Regions from separate parts of the Mus musculus genome. Here all the other regions are linked to region 3. The links are chromatin contacts, called in public promoter capture Hi-C maps. All regions are on one chromosome and are shown on one strand. The core of a region is the stretch at or near the end of the contact, and the rest is flanking DNA. Distances in the headings are between cores, read along the strand shown. Region 1 holds the start of Psma5 (proteasome subunit alpha 5). Region 2 holds the start of Inka2 (inka box actin regulator 2). Region 3 holds the start of Cd53 (CD53 antigen). Region 4 holds the start of Ddx20 (DEAD box helicase 20).

Region 1 (6,799 bases), core at 2,127-4,626, 1.5 Mb before region 3:
CTCTACTTCACTGGGAATTATTCTCACCACCCAGTCCTCATTCTCTCCTCGGCCAACAGATCACAGAGCACAGCTGAAAGCTCTCGGAAAGAAAAACTGTGTCAGAAAACTCTGACATTGAGCTGGGGACCAGCTCAGTTGTAGAGCTCTGGCTCTTGCCCACTATGTATGAGCCCCAGGTTACACACACACACACACACACACACACACACACTCACATACACACACACACACACACACACACACACTCACACTCACACTCACACACACACACACCCCGACACTGAGAACCAGACTCACCACTAGCTTTCAGGAAAAATAAGAAATGGCCCTGCCTTTGTGATAATGTAAGTAAACTGCAGAGAACTGAAAGAACCCTATAAACGGATGTGACTAAATGTTTCTGCACCCCGACTTGGAAGCATTATCCTAGTAAGCTCTGTCTTCATCCTCCCAAATTTCCTGCTTACTTGGGTTGTTGCATATAAATTAAAACCGATCATTCCAAATTTCTACTTCCAGTTTGACTTTTACTCAGTTAATCTAAATTTGAAACAAGTCCCCTTGAATAGCCCAATTACAACCAACATCCAACATTTTCCAATCTGAAATATAACCCTTTAAATCTAATCATTCTGTAAAACCAACTCCTCTTTACCATGCCCATTATTTTCAAACAGCCCCAGCTTCTCAGTTCCTCACAATAGAATGCTCTGAATGATGACTCACTCTCCCTACCGTCCCCTTTGTCCTACCATATGCTAAGTCATGCTAACTCCTATCAGCGCCTCCTCCATGGTAACATCACTTCCATCCCTATGTCCTTGTTACCCTTTACCTAACTATTGTAAAAGCCTCCTGACTGGTGCCAACTCGTTCTTCCAATCAATTAATCTTTATAAAAACAACTGTGATGAGGCAACTCTTTAAAGAAAATATGAGAGACTGACACAGCTCATGAGTGTAACTCCAGAACTCACAACACTCAGGCAGAAAAGATCGTCCCAAACTCCAGGCCTCGTGGCTCTAGGTCACCCTGGGCTATAGATGAAACCTTGTCTTTTAAAACAAAAACCAAAAAAGACCCCCCCCCCCAAAAAAGAGAGAGAGAGAGAGAGAGAGCTGGGTCAGCAGTTAGGAGCACTAGGGGCTCTTCCAGAGGAAGCTGCTGCTCTGACTCCCAGCACTGACATCTTGGCTAAAACCCACCCGTCACTCCAGCTCTAGGCGATCCAACACCCTCTGGCCTCAAAGGACACCAGGCATGTATATGGTACATGGACACCCCCAACTGATAGCACACAGTGCCTACAGAGTGAGGTCCAAATTCTAAGTCTATTGAACCATCAGTATCTGGCACCATCCTGTTTTTTCCATAGCACCTACTTGTCCCATAACATGCATCATACATATGTGGTAACCAGCCTGGACTTTTCCAAATGTGTTATGCCTTTTCCTCACTGGTCCCCCTTGTTCATCCTTTATTATCTGTTCGTTCTCATGGTCTTGGTTTACTAGAAATCCTACTTTCCCTGGACCTATCTGAATTATCAGCTTCTTTGTGAAGCTTTCCCCAACCTCCAACAATGAATGCAGCCTCTCATCAGAACGTCCAGTGCTGCCTTAGATTCCTCTAGTAACATCAATACATTTCTGTCTCACATTACAGTTACTGTTGCAAACAGGAGGGTAGAGATCTTGATTCTGCTCACTGCTGTAAAACCAGCTCCCTAAACAGTGCTTCTTGAACACAGCCAACGCTCAAGAACATTAGCTAAATAGAGGCCTGGGCTTTATTTAGTCTTAGCAAATACAAAAGAAAAAAATCCACAAAGCAACTAGTTCATATAAATAAATGGGCAAAGCTCAGTAAAGCCTTTCAGATGAGGATCACAATTTTCTTAACATTTTATCACCTAAAGATGACTCTCTTCAATACTCTGGAAGCCAAGTGTTAACGACCATTTTACTTGACAACAGGAAATAGTTTTAAAACTTCACCGATATTTTCTGAGTCAGCAAAAGGATGGAGATTAATATGTATGTATATATGTGTATATATAAGTATGTATTGAGCCTGTCAAAATTGTGGCACCTGGAATGACATATATATATTTTGACAGGCTCAATACATACTTGCCAAGAAAAGTAATTTCTCAGTGGTAACCTGGAACTAAGAAAATGTCTGCTTTCCCTAACTTTTAAAGGAACCCAGTGGTTTGCAAAACTGCTCAAAACAGAAACTGAAAGTTACAGTATCTACAGCATTTATGACAGTATTAGTTAGCATTTTCGAGACTTGAAAGTTTTTAGGTTGTCTGCTCTTTTAATAAACACAACCACACAGCTTTGACTTTACAAAACATTTAGCTTTCAACACAACACTAAAATTAACTTGCTTTCAAACCTCCTCTCACATACACACACTTTGGTCAAATGGAATCAGTGTATTAAAACTCTTCTGAGAACCACTGTACATTCAAGTTCCCACAAAACCAGATTGTAGGCAATATATTTATCCGAGCATAGCTGAAAACTGCCTTCGCTCTTCAAAAAAGATTAAAATGTACAGCACAGGACGGATTCCTACAAACTCATCCAATAGTCTCTGGTAGCTTCTATTCAAGGAAACTCCTTTCACTTTTCTTTTTCCTAAGCAGTCAGACTTAGGTTGAAAAGACGGACGCAAGGCTGGTGTCCCCCTAATCTACTCCAGGTTAAAGGTCCCGATCCCTCTCCGCCGCCTGCCCCAAGCAGCCCCAGCCTCTCGCTTCCGCGGGGAGTCAGGATTAGCGGTGACTCAGCGGGACAAGTGCAACGGGTCCGCTGCAGTGTAGCTTGGGGAATCTCGCCGGGCGCCTCGGGAACCAGATTCCCCGGGTCCCGCCAGACTTAGGTTCTCCGGGCGCCCCATGACACTGCAGAACCCAGGCCGCGGCGCGGGCCCCAGGCCCGCCCACCCAAATTTCGACCCTGCTGCTTCCCGCCGTACGAACCTGTCGTACTCGGACCGAGTGAGGAACATGGCGAGGACAGAAGGAGGCGGCAGTGGCTACGCGGGGTTCCCAAAGGCCACACGATTGAAAGCAGCACCCTAATCAACCACACCGCCACAGCACCAAGGACCCTGCAGCCGTCTGCGCGTGCGCACGCGACCTTTTTAGCCCGCCCTCCCGTGCTTCCCTTTTATTGGCTGATTGATATTCTCGCCGCGATGATTGGACTTGACAAGCTTCTTCACCGGACCTGGGTTAACAGGGAGGCGGAACTAGAGAGCACTTCCGCTTTCCGTCACCCTTGGTTGCTACGGGCGCTGGGACTCGAGGCAACCGGTGAGAGTGAACCTCGTCGTCGAGGAGTGAGCACGCCGCGCTTTGGATGGCTGCAAGACTTGGCCTGATGACTGGGTTGTCGGAATCGTGACGTAAGTCTCGCCAGCTCGCGTAAATGCAGCCGGGGGACACCGGTCTCTTACTTCGCGCTCGCCTGCCCAGCTCTTCGCTGTCTTCCCGGCTCGGTGGCAGCCGGAACTAGGTTTGCTGAGGACTTTTTGACTTGGGTAGAGAAATGTGTGCGCCTCTACCAGCGTGCCCGGCAGTTCTGCCAGCCGGGCTTGTTGAAAAAAAAAGTTTTAAAAGTTGATAGGTTCTAATCAGCAAGAACGTTTTTCAATTTCTTGCATAGGTACGATTATTTTATCAAGTCTTTCCTGGATTCGTACACATCACCACCACCACCCTAACTATCCAAGTTTCAGACCCAGACCTGGAGTTCAGTATCGGAGCTTCAGATTAGTCACTGCTTTTAAGGACCTTAATTTGTGTATGTGCTTCTTGTTTTCTCTTCCTAAGGGTAGAAGAGCAACTTGAGCTTTTTTTTTTTTTAAGAAACATTGTAAATGAATCATTTATCAAAGAAAGTTAGGTGGTTAAGAAGTCCTGACTCGGGCTGGAGAGATGGCTCAGGGGTTAAGAGCACTGGCTGTTCTTCAGAAGGTCCTGAGTTCAAATCCCAGCAACCACATGGTGGCTCACAACCATCCTGAATGAGATCTGACTTCCTCTTCTGGTGTGTCTGAAGACAGCTACGATGTACTTACATAAAATAAATAAATAAATCTTTAAAAACAAACAAAAAAAACAAAAAAAAAAAGAAGAAGTCCTGACTCTCTAGGAATGTAACTCGGTGACAGAGTACTTTCATAGCATGCATGAACCTCTGCCCAGGCTTGGCGGGGGTGGGGTGTGAGGTGGTCAGAGTACAAAGTTTCAGGTAAGATTAATACCTAATGGAGATATATGATACACCAGGATGACTAGAGTTAATATCTTACACTTGAAATTTTTCTAAGAAGGTAGATTTTAATCACTACCAAAAAAGGCAAATGTTAGTGAAAGTTAACTTAATCGTGATATATACCTATATCAAAACATAATTCTGGTGGCTGGAGAGATAGCTTAGCACCTGATTCCCTTCTAGATGCCCACATTTGGTTCTCAGCGTCCTAGTCAGGCTGCACATAACTACCCTTTATTCTAGCTCTAGGGGATCCACTGCCTTTTTCTGCTCTCTGCTGGCCCCTATATATGTGTCACACATAACACACACACACAAACACACACACACACACACACACACATTGAAAAGTCTTTTTAAAAATACCATTCTGGGTTGGGTGTGATAGTTCCTTTAATCCCAGCACTCAGGAGGCAGGGAATCTCTAAGTTCAAGACCAGCCTGGTATACCAAGTGAGTTCCAGGCTAGCCAGGGCTATGTAGAGAGACCCTGTCTCAAAAGTAATATTTTTAAACATCATTTTTTATAATGTAAATGTAAGCAACTACTGTTTGTCAATTATACCTTCATGAAGGAGAAGGAATAGGAGGGAGGGAGAGGCCGTGTAATGAGCCATATTTGTCTGAAAGGGAAAGCTAGTTCTCTGTTTTGCTTTTAGTGAAAGTACTTACTTTTAGCCTACTCCGCCTTGAAACCATGTAGCTTAGGTTGTCCTAGAACTCCAGGCCATTTTCCTGTCTCAGCCTCCCAAATTCTGGGGTTATAGGTAGGCAACACCAAATGTAACTCTAGCTGATTGTGGGTTAAAAAAAAAAAAAGGAAAGCTTATTTTCTTTCAACCTCTGAGTTCAGTGAGAGACTGTATATCAAAAAAATAAAGTGGGAGGTAATCGAGGAGGACAGGGATGTCACAGAAGCTGTATGTGCTCTCACACACATAGTCACATCGTTTTTCTACTGTAGCACATCACAGAATGTCTTGCCTATAATTCAATAAATGACTCCCTCGTGGACAGTTGAGCCAGATGTCCTTCCCAGGAAAGTAATGAAGGAGCCAGAAGAAGGTAGATGGAATGGGAAAGGTTCTCATTGATGAGTAACAGAAAAGCCGAGGGTCAAGTCTGGATCCTGGGTCCTGAACCATGGGTCTCCAGGTCTGAATGTTGTATGGAGTGATGGTATATATGTGAATCCAAGGAAGGCCTGGCAAAATAACTTTTACGATGTAGAAGTTTGGTTTGTATCCTTACTTTCTTATTGGCTAAAACCTACAGTCACGGAGACCAGGAATATGATGGTCTGGTGGTAAAAGGCACCTACCACCGTCCTGACAATCTGAGTTCCATCCCCAGGACCTACATGGTTAAAGGAGAGAACCAACTCTTGCAGATTTTCCTCTGACCTCTACACACACTTCCTTGTCTACTTGACACAGCCTATAGTCTCCAGGGAAGACGACCCTCCGCTGAAGAATTGTCTAAATCAAACTGGCCCATAGCTATGTCTGTAGAACACTATGTAATAGAGCTGGCCAAGCTTGAGCTTGAGAGTGAGCGAGCCAGCAAGCTGCATTCTTCATATGATTCTGCTTCTACTTGCTTAAGTTTCTGTCCTGACTTCTCTCAGTGATCGATTATTACCTGGAAGTATAAACCAAATAAACCCTTTCTTCCCCAAGTTGCCTTTTTAATGATGGTTCTTAAACGCTATAACCTCCCTTTTAGCCCACCACCCACAGAGGTAGTGTGAAAGAAAGGATATGGGGGAAGTGGATCTGTTTAGAAAGGTCCTGTGGAGCGATTCCCATCTGTGTTGTCTGGAAATCAGCAGTTCAGTTCACAGATTAGCAGCGGCAGCTCAATACACTTGAAAACACTTGAGGGATACACCAGCAGTCCAGTTCAGTAGAGTCAGGATAGCAAACACAAATCAGTAGCGGTGGCACTACTTATTAGGAACAGCGAAACCTCAGCACAAGGCAGCAGGAAGGACCCTGAGGGACACCAGGAGAAGTTCAGCCTCCTTCACTGTCCATCAAGTCCTATTTATATCCCTCTAAACATCAGGTGTCCTCCTTGGTCTTGCCTCAGCACTTGCATCTGTCTCAGCTGACATCACTGCCAATCAGCCCAAGTCTGAGGAAACTCGGCAAGAAACTGCAGCACACCACCAGAAGTTTTTTGGTGTATTTTCTTTCTATGGAGTTCTGACAAATGCAGCTCAACCACACAATGTAAGGCAGACCAATACATGTATGGTGTTAGCAAAGAATCCTTCCTCACGTGTCCTTTCACATGCTTGCTTTAGCAAAACATCCTTTTCCCTGTGTCTGCTTCAGCTAAATGTTTCCTTCACATGTTTGCCCCAGCAAAACACCATCCATTGACTTTCCAAAGAACCTTTAAGTTCCCACTTGAAGATACAGTCTAAGATCTACACTGTTACAGTAAAGCATGGCACTGTTCCAAGTACAGACTAGAAGCCTTGTCATTCCACTGAAAG
Region 2 (6,464 bases), core at 3,939-6,438, 1.1 Mb after region 3:
CACCCGGCTCCTGACCTCTTCTAAATCATGTTCCTTCCTCATTTGCTTCCTCTCCTGTCATATGACACCCTAAGTCTCAGGATATATATCTCTGACCATGCTGCTGTCTGGTGCACAGAGGAAAAAGTCAGTCTTTAGCACGTCTCTCCAGGCTATTCTGCCCACTATTTCCCTACATAGAGTCTACGGTCCAGCAAACTCAATTTGGTCTTCAGACACCCACATGACTTTAACCTCTGTGCCATCTGCCTATGTTTCATTGTGGGTCCACCTTTGTACGAGTCCTCATTGATCCCCAGGGTCTCATGTAGGTGCTGTCTCTCTGCAACAGGACACTTGCATCACGTAGCTGGATGTTGCTGCTCCTTTCTCAAAGTGCTGCCCACCCCTTACAGAGCGTAAACTCCCCATCTTTGTTCATCTTTGCACATTCCATTGAGCAGGTAGGAACAGCAGCTCTGTCGACATCTGTCTAGGTCTGAATCCAACCCTCACCACTTATCACCTCTATGACCTTGGCCGAGTTGCCTAACCTTTTCCAGTCTCTATTTTCTTGTTTTAAAAATGAGAATAAAGCTAGGTTGTAGTGGTTCACACCTGTAATCTCTGCCAGTCTAGGTAAACCTAGGCAGTGTCTCAAAAGAGCAAAAACTCACACACACACACACACACACACACACACACACACACACACACACACACACACAGAGCGAGAGAGAGAGAGACAGACAGACAGACAGAGACAGACAGACAGACAGACAATAATAAAAGAAAAGGAAGACAATAGCAAAAACGCAACTTCTTAGGTTGCTTTAACAGTTAGATGGTGTAGTGTGCTGATGTGTCTCAGAACTGAAGCTTGGCCAGGATCTCACACATGCTAGGCAAACACTCTATACTGAGTCATGACACAGCCTTGACATTTAACATCAACATCTACATATGCTTTCTTTTCTACTAACTATCCCCTCCCTGAAGATCAAATTTGGGTATGTTTTCATTTGTATTTACACACAGTCACTGTGTCTGGTCAGTGCCTTAAGCCAGTATGAACTCCTTAAACCTGTCTGTCTCTTATGCAGACCAGTCTGAGAAGCATGACATCAAGTTTATCCAAGGCTAGGTCTCGTAACACACATCTTAGTCCTGACCTTGGGAGGCTAAGAGCAAGAGACTTTCAAGTTCAAGACCAGATTCTACTTATATTATCATTTACTCTTCCCTGTAGCTATTTGAAGCAGTTATCTTTAACAATGCATTCTAAAGATAAGAAAAACCACTAATATACAGACAGGGCCAAGGTTTGGGTTCAAGCTGACCTGGTCCCAAATCCTATGTCCCTACTGACCCCAGACTCACTGACCCAGAAACTCTCTTTCTTCCCCCTGGTGAGGGAGAGGGGTGGGTTTTCACACAGAGAATGAGATGTTTTTGCAGAAGCTTTTCTTTGTTTAAAAAAAAAGGGGGGGGTGCTTTGCTCAAGACTTGAAAGCTCCAATTATAACTTCTCCACACCCTTCTTTTCTCCTTATTTTGCCTTTGGGCCCCATTCCTTAGTCATATGCTAGGACACCCTAAACTTGTAGCCACTAGTGACTGAAGAATTGCCTTCTGGGAATATATGTTCCCTGTAAGAGTTTTTCCCAGCCTGTGAGAAAGAAGTCCATTGGTTACTTCCCCAGGGCTCAACTAGGATGGACATTTCATAATGACCTCCTACGACATTTCCCTCCTCCGGGAAGTCACCCCAGCATAGCCGAACTTCAAGAGCTCTGATCATTCAAACTCTATGCATTTGGCTTATTCAGGATTGATCTAAGCTCACAAGAAGTGTCTGCTAGCATCCTACGTCTGCTTCTCCTGTGTGCCTATACATTTGTGTCTATACATTTGTTGGAAGCCTGAATGGATGCCGTGCTTAAGGAACAGCTGGTCCCAAGGCCTGTGTTCAGGCCCCTCTCTGGCAGCCGGAGGGAAAGGGAAGCGCTGGGCTGGACATCCATCGCAGCCCCTGCCCCTACCCCCACTTAAGAAGAGTGTCAGCTGCAGCCACTCTTTCAGCTGCACTTCATTCCTGAAACTCGACCCTCCTCCTCTTCCAGGCAAGGAGAGAGGAACAGTGCTCTAGCTCCGGGAGTTAATTGAGCCAGGGTCTCTGAACTCTCAACCTCTCTCCTGCATTGATTATTATAATTCATGCTTCTTGCTTCAGGAAATTTGGCCATTTGGCTATGTTGGTTTGGTTTTGTTTTGTTTTGTTTTGTTTTGTTTTGTTTTGTTTTTTAGGAACAACTCTTCTTGGTTGAATTTCGGTGTCAAGGAAAGAAATGGGTAAAAGAGGGAACATGGGATGCCCTGGACAAAGACAATTTCACAACCTGTTAAAGTTGCCTTTTGCAACAGGTTCATCCCGTAGGGTCTACAGGGCATTCTTGACAGGAATTTAATACAATAAGCAAATGCAGACCTTAATCAGAATTGCATGAGGCATTCCTGGGCAAGAACCAGAAAGAAGACAGTCCTTTTGGATGGCACAGAAGATCCCGTCTGGAGTGAACCAACCGCACACAAAAGCCTGTATGTAATGTTTGTAATACTTAGGCCACTACAGCCTGAGAGTATAGAGAAGCCCAAGGGTCCCTATCCACGCCATAGCCAAGATCCACAAATTCAATCCCTACAGTCTATGGAGGAAGGCAGCTCAGGTGCGGGCCCAGGCTAACAGCACTTTGCTTTCCTCTTTGCTCCAATTAGGGATAGTGAGGCTCAGAGGTCAGCTTTGCTATTGGGATACTGAGGTGAGGCAGCAGGGGGTGAAACACTGATAGCTCTGCCCATTGCTCTGCTGGGACTCTTCTTCAGTAAGCTGATGGTGGGGAGGGAGCAGGGGACCACGGGGTGGGGAGTGAAGAACTTTGCCATCAGAGTGTCATTCTGGGCCCTGGGCCAGGCAGTTGGCTTCCTCTCCAAGATAGTCAAAGGCTGGAGATGCTCAGACAAAAGGCCAAATGAAAACCGAAGGGGAGTGGGTGACTTTAGTCTCTCCTTCTCCCAGGCACAGGGACTCAAGGCCTTGGTGGGGGTTTGCAGATCAAAATCTGGGAGCTCAGCTCAGTGCAGATTTCTTTTCTTTCTTAAAAAATTCTCTTGACATCAGCAGACTGTCTTCTCCCCCACCACCTCCCACATAGAGTGCCATAAAATGCAAATCAGTTAAGATTTAGAAAATCCATCCCCATGCCAGGAACACCCACAGACCCTCTATAGATGCTTCTCCTGGTGTGGTGGCATGATCCCAGGTGCCAGGCACAAAGAGGATAGATACTATTAGAATCTGTTCTTTTCTCAGCATGGGCTTTGATCCTCAGCCATGATCTTGGTCTTTCTGGTACTGGCCACGTGAAGTGGGACCGTGAGCAGGGGACTTTATTTATGGTCCAAGACCACCATCCCAAACTAGCATGGCATGCATATGTAAACTGATAAGGTACAGGACCTGGTACAGTTCGGAAGAGCAGCAAAGACGTGTTTTGGAGCGCTAGTAACTTTCATATCTGCATGTCATCACAGAAAGGGCTCAGAGGGAAGGACTAAGGAAGTGAACTATAACGTGAAAAGGCAGTCTCTTGGACCAGACCGGACAAGACTAGGGCCAGGTCGTCTTGGTCAGGAGCATCAATGAAAGCACCTGCTATTCTACTTCTGCTTCCTCTCTCCACCCTACTACCACCAAAGCCTGCCTGTTACACATTGCCAGGCAGGCAGAGTGGAATCTCTGCAGCTAGGACTGGAAAGGTTATCTCTCGGGATCTTAAGAAGCCTGAGCTGGGCACTCTCTGAATCCAGATCTGCCTGGGTGACCTGACTGAATAGAAGAAAGAAGGAGCTAAGTGAGCCAGGAGGGCCTACTGCCATGGGAGATAAAAATGAAGGAGACATTGAGAGGTGGAGTGGGAGGTAGAAGCTAAGGCAGTCTAGATGGAGAAGGGACGGGCGGAGCTGAGAAAAGACGCACATTACCTACCTATCTGTCTGAATCCTGGTGGTAAAGGAAAACCAGAAGGGAGGGAGAAAGGGAGGGAAGGAGGGGAAGGAGGAGGGAGAGGGGAAAGAGGAGAGAGAAGAGAGACAAGAGGAGAGAGAGGCAAGAGAAAGAAATCAGAATTCACCTGGCTTCCCTAACACAGCCTTAACAGTCACTTATCCCTCTTCAGTGATTCATCCCCCCACTCCAGGGTAGCATACTCACCCTCAGCACCCCGAGGCCCCGCACACTCCCAGCGCACTCCCCAAGCCCAGACCTGACATCTGGCCGAGCCTCCACAACTCCCGCTCCGCGATCTGCCAGGCGGCACCCCTCCTCCCCCGTCATTACAGCTGCCACCCCCCTCCCTGCTGGCAGACAAGCCCGGGCAGACAGCCGGCCAAGCCTGCCCCCGCAGCCGCGCCAGCTCTGCCAAGCCCAGCAGAGCTGGGGGCCCCGGGCGGTGCCAGCTCCCCACGAGCGAGCGAGCAGTCCAGCCTGACCTCCTGCACAGGGCAGGGACCTGTCTGCGCGCTTCAGGAGCCCGGCACCCGACCACTGGCGCCCGATGCCTGTGCCTGTCATTCCTGCGACTCTGGACACTTGAGCCTTACTCCGTCCGTGTGCCTGTCCCCTCTGGGTGTGTCCTCCTTTCTCTTCAGTTGTTCTGTCACATTCAACTTATCTGGGTGCTCTGACTCCCTGTTACTTGTCCATATCTCATCAGAAATCTTTGCCAAAGTTTGTTACCTCTGAGCAACGTCCCTAGCCTCTACCTACCAGTTGGCATCCTCTCTCCTCTCCTCTCCTCTCCTCCCCTCTCCTCTCCGCTTCCGCCCGGTGCACGGAGCGCGGGGGGGGGGGGGGGGGGCAAGTCAGGTACCTAGGTCTGGGTGGAGCAGTCCTCCCTGTCCCCAGGCTCCTGCTCCGATCTTACCAGCTCCTGTTTGAGGCGACGCAGATAGCAGTCCATGTCCTTGCTCTCCTTTGTCATTCGCCCATTTGCTGGGCTCGGGCTCACGAGAAAGTAGGGTTCTCAGTGCGCTCCGCGCCCTTATCCGCGCTGAGCCGAGCCTCAGCTCCAGCGTGGGGACTTAGAGCGGCGTTCCCCGCTGCTGCCGCTCAATGCCCGGGATAGGGGCGGAGGAAAAGTGCAGCAGCCAATGAGAACTCAGAAGGGGTATCTTCGGCCAATGGGAAGAGCGGTCGGGGAGGGGGGGTGCTCGGGCCTGGCGACCCGAGAAAGTCTGTCACCGGCCTTGCAGACAGCAGCAACTACTGGGAGACTCGCAGAGGTCTTGATTAGGTTCTGGGTTCTGTGGGGCATGGAACTGGCAAAGCCCCCAGTCAAGTGCATTCATTGTCTATTATAAAGGAAGAACGCAGTTTTAGGATTGAGGACTAGGACTAGGCAGGAGGGTCACAGTGTTGAATCTTAACTCCTTTCAGAGAAGAAAACGCTCTCCTTTGCCTTCCCCTTAAATCCCTCAGAAGCCTTTTCTTTCTAAAGAGGGTCCTGGAAGTTCACGGCTCCATTTCATCTCCTCCGGGCCCACTCCTCTCTAGCGCTAGCGGAAGGAAGCGGCTTCCGCTAGGTCTCAGCTGGTGTGGCAGTCTATTGTGTTCAAGGTAGACCTGGTGATACTGAGTAAGAGAGACAAGGTCTCAGCCTTGCATAACTTTTATCGTGGAGGAGAAGGAACTATGAGACAAACAAGTAAATATGAGGATAGTCACTTCAGAGAGCGAATTTTAATGGAAGATTTAAAGATGGGGTGTTGGGAGCTGTTTCAATAGAGTTGGCAGGGAGTGGAGAAACAGGCCTTTCCCTTCCTAGAACTCCCTAATGCTGGCCTTCTTGAATAGGGGAGAAGAGGACTTGAGGACGCTCTGAGGATAGTTGACAGGCATTTCCCTGGTACCCATGCAGTAACTCCTAGGGGTGTAAGGGGTGGAGTTGGGGCACAGCGAAAGGGGTGCTTCTGCAGGCCAGTCCAACTCGATACTTCTAAAGCCGGCCTCCTGGCCACTTGCCTGACTTAAGTTACCCTCGGTGAGCAAACACCTCACCATTCGGCCTGCCAGAGTAATTAGTAACAATTTGCTTTGCTTTGTTTCAAGAAAATTAATAGGGGAAAGTTTGCCCCTGGCAAGATTTTGGTGGTCTGTGTGAGACAGAACCAAAAGGATGCAAGAGAAGCCGCGAAGGGAGAAAGCAGACACTGTGGACATTCATTTGATGCCAGCCAAGATCACTTCTTCAAAAACATTTAGGGGGTAGGTGAAGAACTTGGTGACTGTGACTATGCTCCTGGCCTATCTTCTCACTCCTCTTCAGAGTGATGTGCCAGTCAGAAAGTTAGGCTGGACGGTGTTGGTGCTGTTGAATCAGTTCAAGAAAGTAGTGGGTCAGAGCAGCATCCTCCACCATGACCCTCCT
Region 3 (6,851 bases), core at 2,815-5,314:
GAAGGGAGACTGGGAGAAGAGGGAGGGTTGATATTGGGATGTAAAGTGAATAAATAAATAAATAAATGAATGAATGAATAAATAAATAAATAAATAAATAAATAAATAAATATGTCAGGAGAATGAATGGAAATATGCAGCTGCTGGGGGTGGGAGGCTGGGTGAACCTCTAGAAAAATCCCAGAGACTTAGGATGTGAGAGGCTCCTAGGCCTCAATGGGGATGACCTTAGCCAAAATGCCCAACAGCGAAGAGACCACCTCTAGTAGATAGACAGGGCTTCCAGTGGAGGGATGGAGTCACCAAACTACCTTAAAAAAATTTGACCTGGGATTATTTCTTTCTGAAGGAAATGCAAGGACAAAAATGGAGCAGAGATTGAAGGAAAGGTCATCTAGTGAGCTGCCCAACTTGGGATTCTTACTATTTCTTTTATGTGGTACTATTACTGATGCCATGTTGTGCTTGCAGACAAGAGCCTGACTCTTCTTGCTTGGGTTTCCTGTCATCACAGCATGACTGTCATCTGAGAGACTGTACTAGCAGCTGACTGAGACAGATATAGATACTTACAGACAACCATTGGACTGAGGTCAGGGACTCCCCTATGGAATAGTTATGGGAAAGATTGATGGAGTTGAAGGGGATGGCAACTCCATAGGAAGACCAAAAGTATCGACTAACTAGGACCCCTGGGAGCTCTCAGAGACTAATCCACTGACCAAAGTGCATACATGGGCTGGTCCATGGCCCCCTGAACTTATGTAGCAGAGGACTCAGTGGAGGATGTGCCAAATCATGTATAGACTTGATGCCCCAAGGAAGAGGGATGTGGGGAATGAAATGGGAGTGGAGAGGTGAGGGGGCACTGGGTGGGTGGATAGAGGAGCACCCTTTTAGAGGCAAGGGGAGCAGGTATGAGGTGAAGAACTCTTAGAGAGGGAACCAGGAAGTGTGGCAACATTTGGAATATAAAGAAATAAAACAATTTTAAAAAAGCATGAACAAGGGGATTGAAAAATTGTAAAAGTCAGAGGACCAGGATTAAAAGTAGTTTTAATTTGTGTCTTTCTGCTGGCTGAGGATGCTCAATATTTAAAAAAATATTTGTTGTCCACCTGTTTTTCTTCTTTGGAGAACTGTCTGTTAAGTTCATTGACCTATTCATCAATAAGCAGTTTTGAAGGTTTTCTTGTTTTTTGGGTTTTTGTTTTGTTTTGTTTTGTTTTGCTTTTGGTGCTTAGTTTGTGCAACTCTTTATATTTCTAAATATCAAACCCCTTTGAGATACAGCTGGCAAAGGTATTCTCTTCTGTATTCTGTCTACTTTCTGAGAGGCTGTGTAGATTAATTTTCTTTAATCCCATTTTTTAAAATCATGGGTGTATTTCCTGTTCTATTGGGATTCTATTCCAAAAAGGGGTTGGTTATACCAATCTGTTGAAGTGTTTTCCATAGTAGTTTTAGCATTCTAGGTTTTAAATTTTTTTGTTTGTTTGTTTTTTGTTTTTTGAGACAGGGTTTCTCTGTATAACCCTGGCTGTTTTGGAACTCACTTAGTAGACCAGGCTGGCCTTGAACTCAGAAATCCACCTGTCGCTGCCTCCCTGAGGCTGAGATTAAAGGCGTGCACCACCACCTCCCGGCTCTAGGTTTTAAATTAAGGTCTTTGGTGCACTTTGAATTTATTTTTGTAAAGGGTAAAAGAAAATACAGATTTAATTTAATTCTTCTGTTAGTAGCTATCTAATTTTGCCAGTTTTAATTCAATACATTTTAGTTTTTCTTTTCTTTATTTATTTATGTTAAATTTTATTAGATATTTTCTTCATTTACATTTCAAAAGCTATCCCAAAAGTCCCCTATACCCTCACCCCGCCCTGCTCCCCTACCCACTCACTCCCACTTCTTGGCCCTGGCATTTCCCTGTACTGGGGCATATAAAGTTTGCTAGATCAAGGGGCCTCTCTTCCCAATGATGGCCAACTAGGCCATCTTCTGCTACATATGCAGCTAGAGACAGGAGCCCTGGGGGTACTGGTTAGTTCATATTGTTGTTCCACCTATAGGGTTCCAGACTCCTTCAGCTTTTGGGTACTTTTTCTAGCTCCTACGTTGGGGGCCCTGTGTTCCATCCTATAGATGACTGTGAGCATCCATTTCTGTATTTGCCAGGCACTGGCAAAGCCTCACAGGAGACAGCTATATCAGGGTCCTTTCAGCAAAATTTTGCAGAAGTGTCTGCGTTTGGTGGCTGATTCTGGGATGGGCCCCAAGTGGGGCAGTCTCTGGATGATCCATCCTTTCGTCTTAGCTCCAAACTTTGTCTCTGCAACTCTTTCCATGGATATTTTATTCCTTATTCTAGGGAGGAATGAATTATCCATGCGTTGGTCTTCCTTCTTGATTTTCTTGTGTTTTGGAAGTTGTGAAATTTATAGAGGAGAAAGTGCAGAAAACCCTCGAAGATATGGGCACGGGGGAAAAATTCCTAAACAGAACAGCAATGGCTTGTGCTGTAAGATCAAGAATCGACAAATGGGACCTCATAAAATTGCAAAGCTTCTATAGGGCAAAAGATATTGTCAATAAGACAAAAAGGCCACCAACAGATTGGGAAAGAATTTTTACCAATCCTAAATCTGATATGGGACTAATATCCATTATATACAAAGAGCTCACTAAGCTGAACTCTAGAAATTCAAATAACCCCATTAAAAATGGGTTACAGAACTAAACAAAGAATTTTTGACTGAGGAATATGGAAGGGCTGAGAAGCACTTGAAAAAATATTCAACATTCTTAATCATCAGAGAAATGCAAATCAAAAGAACCCTGAGATTCCATCTCACACCAGTCAGAATGGCTAGGATCAAAAATTCATGTGACAGCAGATGCTGGGGAGGATGTGGAGAAAGATGAACACTCCTCCATTGCTGGTGGGATTGCAAACTGGTACAACCACTCTGGAAATCAGTTTGGCGGTTCTTCAGAAAACTGGACATAGTACTACCAGTAGATCTAGCAATACCTCTCCTGGGCATATACCCAGAAGATGTTCTAACTGGTAAAAAGGACACATGGTCCACTATGTTCATAGCAGACCTATTTATAATAGCCAGAAGCTGAAAAGAACCCAGATGTCCCTAAACAGAGGAATGGATACAGAAAATATGGTACATTTACACAATGGAGCACTACTCAGCTTTTAAAAACAATGAATTTATGAAATTCTTGGGCAAATGGATGGATCTGGAGTATCACCCTGAGTGAGATAACCCAATCACAAAAGAAATCCTTTGATATGCACTCACTGATAAGTGGATATTAGCCCAGAAACCTAGAATACCCAAGATAGTTTTTTTTTAAACAAGATTTGTTTACTTATTATGTATATGTATATGTATATGTATATGTGTATGTGTATGTGTATGTGTATGTGTATGTGTATGTGTGTGTATATGTATAATGTATATGTATATGTATATGTATATGTATATACTGTAGCTGTCTTCAGGCACACCAGAAGAGGGCATTAGATCCCATTTATAGATGGTTGTGAGCCACCATGTGGCTGCTGGGAATTAAACTCAGGACTTCTGGAAGAGCAGTCAGTGCTCTTAACTGCTGAGCGATCTCTCCAGCTGCATTTTTGTTTTTCTAGTTCATGTTTTGATACACCTTTGTCCAAAAGTAGATATTCAATCCTACACAAGTTTATCTCTGTGTCCTCTACTATGCTATATTGATCTACAAGTATGGTTTCATTCCAGTACCATGCTGGCTTGGTCAGTATGGTTTAGTAGTATAGTTTGTGGTCAAACGGTGGGGACACATACACAGAAACAGACCCACGGGTATTTTGTAGTTGCTGCTTCAATTGAGAAGCACTGTTCTATGGCCAGGAAATATCACTCAAATTACTGTAAAGTTCACCAGAACTCAGATTGGTGTGTCAGACCTTCTTTAGCTTCCAGAAACCAGCTTAGAATAGGCTGGGAGTGGAAGCCTCTGCAAGTTCACTGAGGAACAGTTGACTATCTGAGCCTAAGAGAGAACACTCAGTCTCACTTCCTCACTCTTCTCGCTTGGGTTTCCTGTCGTCACAGCATGATTGTATTTTTTCTCTCTTCACTTCTCCTTTTACACAAATAGACATAGACTTCTGGGTTACAGGCTGTGCTGGCCACCTAAAAGATAATCAGTGAATTCTACCTGAAGTACTGAGGGACACTGCCTTCAAAAGGTAAGATTTATGACTTTTAACAGCTCTAAATCAGCTAATAAGGCACATAGCATTTTGAGAGTCTCCACACATCCCTTTAGTAACTTTAAAATGTGATGTGTTTACAAATATTTAGATCAGCACTTCCCTTAGGCAACTGGGCTAGAAATACTTTGATTTAATTGGTGTTTTATTTTCTGATATCTCTTTGGGCCTAAGTATTCATAAGCTTACATTATTATGCCACTTGAATTGCTTACTGTATATGGTGGTTTCTAATGCTTGAAGTTTTTGAGGTGAGATGAGATGAAATTGGGGAGATCTTCTATGTTGTTTTTTCTTCAAAAACTTGAAGTTTCATTTTAGAGCAGGGAGGAAAATCATAACCAGAGTGATTTAGAACAGTAGCCAGAAGACATGTTGTCTTTGTTTGAAAACATTTTAAAGGAAAGTTAGTGCTGAGAATGTCATGTTTTGATATAAGATAGATACAAAAAACCTGCAACATAGGTGTTCTGCAATGTACTTCATGTATTTTATTCCTATGGCTTAGTTTGGGGGAAGGTAAACATTGTGATCTGAAGGGCTTCTTTCTTCACTTTAAATGGTCTGTGATACACAAAGCTTGAACATTGACAAATTTCACATAAAATGTGCAGCAGAGAGGAAACCCACATAACTTGATACAGTAATAGTTTCCAACTTGCAAGCCATTCTAGGGTGTAAGTATTCAGCAAAATGATAGTCAAGCTTTGGTCAATACAAAATGTCTGTATCAGGTCTTTCTTGGTCCAAGAGCTGTGAAGAGCTCATTTGATTATAATCTAAAAGGGAGAAAGTAAAGTATCCATGTCCACATTTTCTCACCTAAAATTCAAGGGAGATGATTGGGAGTTAGTTGCAGCTTGTCAGAGCCACCCTCAGAGGCTACTAAACCTTATGTTTATAAATAGTGACCTAAGTGAACTAAGTTAAAAACCATGGGTTAGGCACCCTTTGATGTCTGACAGTATACTGTTGATACAGAGGAGAAATGAAGAAGAATGGAGAATTTGCCCAGTAATAGTTTTTTCCATGAGGAGCTTTTCTTGGTAATCATATCTATTAGAAGATTGAGCCAGAGAAGAATTTTATCTGCTGTGTGAGCAATGTTTTGCTTTCTCAATCTCGATCCAAATCTTCACTGCTTTGAAACTGGTTGATTAAGAGCAGATGCCAAACTGAAATGTGGTTTCCTGTGTGGGCCAGTTAAGGTTATTTTGCTTTTAGATATGATGTTTGCTTATCTTTATGCTCACAGGAAGTGATTCACAGCCTAGGCCAACACAACTACCTCACTACCACTCAAAGGATTTCAAGTTTTTTGTTAGCAAGAGGCAAATATATAAAGGAAAACCTCTGTTGTTTTGATATCTTCTATGTCCTCTGACTGCCTAGAAGCCTCAGACTAGTGCTTAGCTTCCTCATTCCCCACTACCCTGCAATGTCCCAACAGCCAGGCACTGTGCTCAGGTTCTAGAAACACAAAGTTAACGGATGTGGTTGTCAATCACAAAGAGATTACCATGGAGGGCAGATATTAGGACACACATAACACAAAATAATATGCTCTTTTCTATAAAGTAGGGAGAGTGCACACAATATACAGGAGTTCAGGAGTTTTCCAAAGACTCCCTCAGAGAGAAGACTACTATGAATGTATTATAGAGACTGGAACCATTAACATTTCCAGTTACAAGGCACTACATATGTACTCAAAGAAGTATTACTCCCCCACTTCCTGCCACAGGCATGGTAGAAATGAAATTAAGCAAGAGAGACTAATCACATGGTCACAGGAAGCACCAAGCCCTTTTTCCTACTAGGCAACTGAAAGTATATGGCAAGTTTACTCAACAGACAAGTGCTGGGTGTATCAAAGGGCAGAGTCTGAGACTTAAATACAATAATTTTGGTTGAATGTGGCTTTGAGTTAGGGCACAGATTCCTTCTAGCCTGGATATTTCACATGATCAGAAGGAAAGGTAAAGCTTTTTGTGAAGTTATAGCCGTTCCCCTCCTTCCAGTTTCTATCCAATGACTAGTATATTGGTTTGGTTATAGTGGTTTGGCTTTTGCTGATAATCAGCTCACAGCACTTTATACACCAACAAGCATCCACTGTTTGTAGGTTGCTCTGTAGACTAGGCATCTGCCCTTAGGACATTGCTCTTTATACTAGGAACTTGCCCTCAGGATGGTTTCAGGACTAGCTACCACTTTAGGTGTATGCATTGGGTCAAACTAGACACCTGTATAAAGCTGGCCTCCAGGGTTGCTGCTCTTGGACAAGAGGAAGGTTGGATACTTGGTTTAGGAAGAAAGGTTTTGATAAAGAGGAAAATATGTATTTCCAAAAGCAATAGGTAAGAACTTACAACATAATCCATTCATCTCTATGTTGGGGTAGAGATGCAAATCTTCTCTACTGATTGTCCATTCTCCGAAAGTAGAATAATACCATTTACTACAAAGTTCTTTATCATTTTAGGGTAGTAAAATGATATGATGTCTACTGGATGGACTGCATGAGAGTTTCAGATAACAGCTCCTAGTTTAAACAATAGCCTTATTATAAAGATCTTTA
Region 4 (6,460 bases), core at 884-3,383, 1.1 Mb after region 3:
CGTTTATAGGAGCCCATTTCTCTGTTTTTCTTTTTGGGTTTATAATTGTGAAGCACGGGGCACAGATTGAATACCTGAAGACACAAGCAATGATCCTTTTAAAGATGTCATCTGTTGCTTACTACCCTACTGTAACTTTATTTATCCTCTCATTACCTTAACAAAAAGTGTGTTTCTAATGATTCTATAAATGTGAGAAAATATCTTGAAAAGAGAAAGGAAACGTAATGGTTAACATTACCTATCCAATTGACAGGATCTAGCATTACCTGGAGATGGGCCCTGGGTGATTATCTCTGCTAGGTTAATTGATATGGGAAGACATCTTAATAATGGCAGGGCCATTCTCTCTTGGGGATCCTGGCATGTATAAAGTGAAGAAAGCTTCACACTTGCAAACATCCACTGTTCTCCGCTTCCTGAAAGTGGATGTAACGTGACCTGCCACTTCAAGTTCCTACTGCCTTCACTTTTCCACCATAATGGACTGTATCTTCAACCATGGTCCAGAAAACCAAAACCAAACCCAAACCCAAACCCAACCCAAACCTTCTCCCTAAAGGTGCTTTTGGCACAGCAACAGAAAAAGAGACTGAGAGAGAGGAAGAAGTGAGGAATGAGTTTCACTCTTTAACTGGGAGTGTGGTTAGACAGTGAAGTGTTTGTGTAGTATGCCAACATCATGGATTCAACTCTTAGGAAAAAGAAAGATAAAGGAAGTAATTTCTGTGCCTCTGAGGTTCATGGTCTGGACAGGGAAGCCCATCTAGAAGGGTTTTGCAACAGTTAGGATGACCAGAAGACCCAGGGTAGATACTATGGAGATGGTAAAGGAGTGGATGAGACATTTGGAGACACAAGTATTTGACAGTAGTTTGATAGAAAGAGGGTGAAGGCAAAGCAAAAAGGAATCCTCAGATTTGTCATCTGTGGATTGGGTGGGTGAAAGATGTGGGCAACTATGAGGAAGCTTGCGATCTTTAGTTCCTCTTCCTTCATTTGGATAGTGGACGTTTGCTTAGTGCTTTGTTAATTTCTAAGCAAACATGTCTTAGTTAGGGTTTCCATTGCTGTAAGGAGACACCATGGCCAAGGACATTTATTGGGGTTCTTTTACAGGTTCTGAGACTCAGTCCATCATCATCAATGAGAAAAGTAATAAAGATATGCTTACATTTGGAAGCATGACTAAAGCTTTGTTCTAAGAGCTCTTTCAAAAAACAGTATTTAGTACGTGCCAGATTATGTTTCTCCTACCAGAGACAGAAGGGAACAAATCAGAATAGCTTTCTGTCCTCATGGAAAGTGTGTGTGGGGGTGGTGGTGGGGGGTGGACAATAAACATTTTAGGTAGTTGTATCATGAAGAACCTGACCAGGTATGGTGGCACACACATGTCATCTCAGTATCTGAAAAGTTGAGCCAGGAGGATTTCCAATTTGAGGCCAGCCTGAGCGGCATAGGGAGACTCTGATTTAGAAAATAAACAGACCAACTAACTAAGCCAATCAAACCAAATAATCAAACTCGGGGATAGTGGTGGGAATAATGGGAAAGGCCAGGAAGCAGTCAGGATGGAAACCACTCAAGATTTCAAGAAAAGCCTCTTTGACAGGGTGACACATGAGTGGGTCTAGAGGAAGGGAAAGTGGTGTGCTAGTTGCCCACCCCATAACGGAGGAAGGGCACACAAAAGATCCGTTGGACCCGAGACGTCTATTAGCCTAGGGTTTCCGAGAGAGCGATCAAGCAGAGCCTAGGAGTTGGCGTGCAGTCCAGGTTTCCACTTAAATATCAGGAGACTTCCGTCACGCGACAGGGTACGGATCGCGAAGACTTCGGCGTGGCTACAGCCGAGCTTGACCCAAGGAGCCGACTCCAAGCCCAGGCGACGGCGACCGATTCGCGAGCTGCGTCACAAAGCGCGTCCTGGGCGCTCGGGTCTGGAGCCCCGCCGCGCGGCCAGGCACTCAGAGCCGCGGGAGGCCGGCAGCGGGCGGCGCCCACCAAGGGCACGCGGCGCCCTCTGCAGGCCGCAGGCGGCAACACACCGGTAGCCTCATCTTCCCTCGCTCTTCCCGCCTCTTTCTCAGGCTACATTTTTTTTTTTTTTCTGCTCCCTCCTAGAGTGACAGCCTCCGACTTCCGTTCTTCCCCTCCGCTTCCAGGCGTGTCCGTGTCTTCTCCGGGAGGCTGCCAATAAAGTTTTTCTCCTTCTCGCTCCCAGGAGCCCCGCCTCAAGTCTAAATATCGCGAGATCTGGAGGCGCGGCTACCATGGCGGCGGCGGCGTTTGAAGTCCCGGCGGCCTTGACAACCTCCGAGTCCACTATGGCTGCGGAGCGTGCGGCCGCGCCGGTGCAGGCTGTGGAGCCGACTCCGGCATCCCCGTGGACCCAGCGGACCGCACACGACATCGGCGGGCCGCGCACACGTACCGGGGACGTGGTGCTGGCGGAGCCCGCGGACTTCGAGTCGCTGCTGCTGTCGCGACCGGTGCTGGAGGGTCTGCGGGCGGCCGGCTTCGAGAGACCCTCTCCGGTGCAGCTCAAGGCCATCCCGTTGGGGCGCTGCGGGCTCGGTGAGGACCGGGGCCGGCCGGCGGTGGGGGGAAGGAGGGGACGGCGTGGCCCCCGGAGAGCTCCGGCTCCGCGCCATCGCGGGGCTAAGCCAGGCTCTAAGGCGCGCAGTTGAATTTGAGGGTAGGACTTTCTTCCAGCATGGAGTCCAAGTTGGAGAAGGTGAGCGGCAGAGATTCGGGGCGCAAAGGGCTGGGGAGGTAGCTCGGTGGTTAAGAGATTGGGGCATCAAGCACACCTCCTGCGCGTTTGAGAGTCAACCAAAAATACAGGTGGCAACTAGGTCCTCATGGCAGAGAACCTCTTCATTCTCCTTTCTCGTATTTGGTATCTGGTGGCATCAGTAAATCTAGGTAATAATATGTAATATATATAATTTTTTTCTTCCTCAGATTTAATTGTCCAAGCTAAGTCGGGCACTGGAAAAACTTGTGTATTCTCCACCATTGCTCTGGACTCTCTGATTCTTGAAAACTATAGTACTCAGGTGAGTCTAACTCAGGATCCGGAAGGGGGTGTGTAGCACGTGACTCTATTGAGAGTCGTGACAAACTAGTAACTCTTCCAGATGGTGAGTTTGAAGAGGCCGGACCAAAGCGTATGCAAGTTAGGGAAGTAAACTAGATGGTCACGTCGGTGAGTTGTGGCCAAGGCTACGTCCAGTATTTTAAAGTTGGAATTTTCTGTTATAAGTACATCTCGACCATTTGTCAGTTGGAATCGTACAATTAAAAATTCATTTACTTTCTGACTAGAGTGGGATTAGACATAGAAGGTAGAAGTTCTGGATTAGTAAGTACTGTGCTATGGCAGAAATTTCAGGTGGTTCTTAAAGCCTTGTGTATGTGTTGTATTGATCTCTCATTTTCTAGGTTGCCTCGGGATATGGTTTTAAGATTGTCCTACTCAGCTTTGGGTTTGGGGGATCATTCTTTAAAAAGCTTTGTTTAGCCATTGTTACATATAAATACTATAGTAGGCACTAGGGATTAAACAGTGAATAAGATGTGATCCTGACACTGTCGTCTGGAGTGTGTAGTGATGGCTGACTTCAAAAGGGGGCTTTTGAGATGGTCGATCTTCAATGTGATTCCTTTAAACCCAGGATTCTTGTATTTGTTGTCTAGAATCTTTGAGTTCTATATCCACGAAACCGTGGGAGATAATGAATATACTTTTTAAAGTACATTGGCTAATTTATTTGAGATTTAGGATGTGTTGAGAGTTTTGGCTTTGTAATACTTGGCAACAGACAAAATCCCAAACTTGAGTAAAAATCATATTTTTAAGGTATATTATTAAAATAATTAGTGCCTGTGTATTATGTAGTATCAAAGTAATACTACATAATAATTTATAGTTGGGAAAATCAGAAAGAGAGAGAGAGAGAGAGAGAGAGAGAATGAGAATAAAGTACCCAAATCTGTGATGTGTGCCCAGAGTTAAGGGATTTTTAAAAAGTCTTATTTCCTAGTCTTTTTTTTTTTAAAACCAGTATGTTCATTTCCAGTAGTTACATTGCAGTTTGTACTGTGTGGTGCTTGGGGCCTTTGGTACCTAACCTTTGCAGTTAGCTTTGAGATATAGTCCTCTCACAAACCTTTAATCCCAGCACTTGGGAGGCAGAGACAGGCGGATCTACAGAGAGAGTTCACGAACAGCTAGAGCTACACAGAGAAACTGTCTCGAAACAACAACAGAGAGTATGTGGGTCTTTCTGCTGTTCTTCATGTATATCTTACTACTTTTGAATTTGTGTTTTCTCTTCCTAAAGCATTAGTGTGTCCCACAGCTAGCTCTGTGCTATACATTTAGGTTTCTTCTCAAATGTTACCTCCTTATGGGGCTCCTAACACGTTTGTTTGAGGCAGGCACACTTGGAATAGTCCTAGCTGGCCTGAAACCTAGACTAGTCTTCAACTGAGGCAATCGATTTCTGTTTCTAGGGTAGTAGAACCTTCTGTGTGTGCCGACACTCTCGATGTAAAAGGGCTTTCTGATTATCTCATTTAAAACCACTCCCGGGCTGGTGAGATGGCTCAGTGGGTAAGAGCAACCGACTGCTCTTCCGAAGGTCAGGAGTTCAAATCCCAGCAACCACATGGTGGCTCACAACCATCCGTAACGAGATCTGACTCCCTCTTCTGGAGTGTCTGAAGACAGCTACAGTGTACTTACATATAATAATAAATAAATATTTAAAAAAAAAAAAAAAAAAAAAAAAAAACCCACTCCCCTTGTCAGGGCTTTCTCTTTTCTCTATTTGATATATATATTAAAAAAAAAATCTTACAATTTATTACTTGCTATTACATGTATATATATGTTATGTATGTATATATTCATTATGTATGTATAAAAAAAATGACAACAAAAACCCTGTTTTTTTTGGGGGGGCGGGGGAGGGAGTTTGAGGCAGGGTTTCTGTCCTGGAACCCAACTTTGTCGACCAGCCTGGCCAGGGACTAACAGAGATCCAAAGTGCCTCTGCTTCTCAAGTCCAGGGATAAAGTCGTGCACCACCACACCCGGTCTAGTATGTTCTTAATTGTTAGCTGAATTTTTCTCTTGTCTTAAAACTCATCTCTTAAAATGTAGTGTATTGCAACAAATGGATGTACCACTCAAATGTATTCCTCTGACTTGTTAGAATGTTTTGCAATTTATTTTAGATTTTGATATTGGCTCCCACAAGAGAAATTGCTGTTCAGATACACTCGGTTATCACAGCCATTGGAATAAAAATGGAAGGATTAGAATGTCATGTCTTTATTGGAGGGACTCCATTATCACAAGACAAAACCAGACTTAAAAAGTGTCATATTGCTGTTGGATCTCCTGGTAAGTCATTAAGACCTCTTGGTAGCTGAAGTTCTTGAAGACTAGAACAGTGAGCATGCCAATCAAATGGGAGTTTTGATGGTGGTGATAATTGCTTTCAGCATAAATGGAAGAGTATTAGACCAGAGAGACACATGGCTGGGTTTTCAACAGAATCTGTTCCTCTCCATTCTGAAGAGTGTTGGAGAATACCCATGGGATCAGCTTCTGAGACCTGAAGTGACTTTAGGAAGCCTGTTTAAGCCGTGGATTGAGGTTTCTTTTGTTCTCTCTGGTTATTTGCTCACAAATCACTCAGAATCAGAACCTAGGATTCAGTGCCATAGCATTCAAGTTTTGTTTTTGTTTTTGTTTTCGAGACAAGGTTTCTCTGTATAGCCCTGGCTGTCCTGGAACTCACTCTGTAGACCAGGCTGGCCTTGAACTCAGAAATCCACCTGCCTCTGCCTCAGGAGTGCTGGGATTAAAGGCGTGTGCCATCACGCCCAGCTAGCATTCAAGTATTTTGGTAGCAGTAATGTTTGTTTATTAGCAGTAATGTTTGTTTACCAAAGTTACTGGTGATGAAAAGGGAGGGGACAAAGAATGGATTCAGACTTTAAGATTACTTAGACCGTTAGGTGGTATGTAACGGTACACTGTAAGGAAATTAAGCAGTCTAACCTGTGGATAAATACTGTAAAGCATTCCTGAGGTTTGTACAGATTTGATATGTCATAAGTATTTCAGGTTTTGTTGTTTTCCTGCCATACAGGTAGAATTAAACAGCTCATAGAACTTGACTACCTGAATCCGGGCAGTATCCGTCTCTTTATTCTTGATGAAGCAGATAAGCTTTTAGAAGAAGGCAGTTTCCAGGAGCAAATAAAGTAAGAAAACTAGCCTGAATACAAAAATGTTGCACCAAAGCATTTCTCTATAGCTTTCCCGGTAGTGTGTGCTGTCTGCATGGTGTGTGTTCATGGTGTGTGCTTTCCTGTATTTTACAGTTGGATTTACTCCTCTTTACCTGCGAGTAAGCAGATGTTGGCAGTATCTGCT

What was found. Promoter capture Hi-C pulls out the DNA fragments that hold promoters and counts their contacts.
Region 1: a contact with region 3 is called in a promoter capture Hi-C map of pre-B cells, with 4 times the contacts expected there. The contact joins the promoter of Psma5 here to the promoter of Cd53 in region 3.
Region 2: a contact with region 3 is called in a promoter capture Hi-C map of liver, with 2.2 times the contacts expected there. The contact joins the promoter of Inka2 here to the promoter of Cd53 in region 3. A contact is called at or near these places in 4 of 39 promoter capture datasets (the 3T3-L1 cell line, liver, neutrophils and 1 more) and 2 of 115 datasets of contacts at active chromatin or transcription factors (bone marrow-derived dendritic cells and large pre-B cells).
Region 4: a promoter capture Hi-C map of pre-B cells shows a contact between it and region 3, with 2.9 times the contacts expected there. The contact joins the promoter of Ddx20 here to the promoter of Cd53 in region 3. A contact is called at or near these places in 9 of 39 promoter capture datasets (the 3T3-L1 cell line, the C10 cell line, the HPC-7 cell line and 4 more), 3 of 484 Hi-C or Micro-C datasets (B cells, the HPC-7 cell line and pre-B cells), 6 of 115 datasets of contacts at active chromatin or transcription factors (bone marrow-derived dendritic cells, memory CD8 T cells, microglia and 3 more) and 2 of 9 other capture datasets (adipose tissue and liver).

The regions. Positions count from the first base shown.
Region 1 is chr3:108,253,503-108,260,301 of GRCm38.p6, reverse strand. Psma5 (proteasome subunit alpha 5) reads right to left here and starts at 3,376. Exons shown (of 9, transcript NM_011967.3): 1 at 2,997-3,376. The coding sequence starts at 3,025.
Region 2 is chr3:105,703,323-105,709,786 of GRCm38.p6, reverse strand. Inka2 (inka box actin regulator 2) reads right to left here and starts at 5,188. Exons shown (of 2, transcript NM_175398.4): 1 at 4,962-5,188. The coding sequence starts at 5,018.
Region 3 is chr3:106,787,362-106,794,212 of GRCm38.p6, reverse strand. Cd53 (CD53 antigen) reads left to right here and starts at 4,064. Exons shown (of 8, transcript NM_007651.3): 1 at 4,064-4,246.
Region 4 is chr3:105,683,244-105,689,703 of GRCm38.p6, reverse strand. Ddx20 (DEAD box helicase 20) reads left to right here and starts at 2,133. Exons shown (of 11, transcript NM_017397.3): 1 at 2,133-2,580; 2 at 2,971-3,065; 3 at 5,251-5,419; 4 at 6,174-6,288; 5 at 6,409-6,460. The coding sequence starts at 2,277.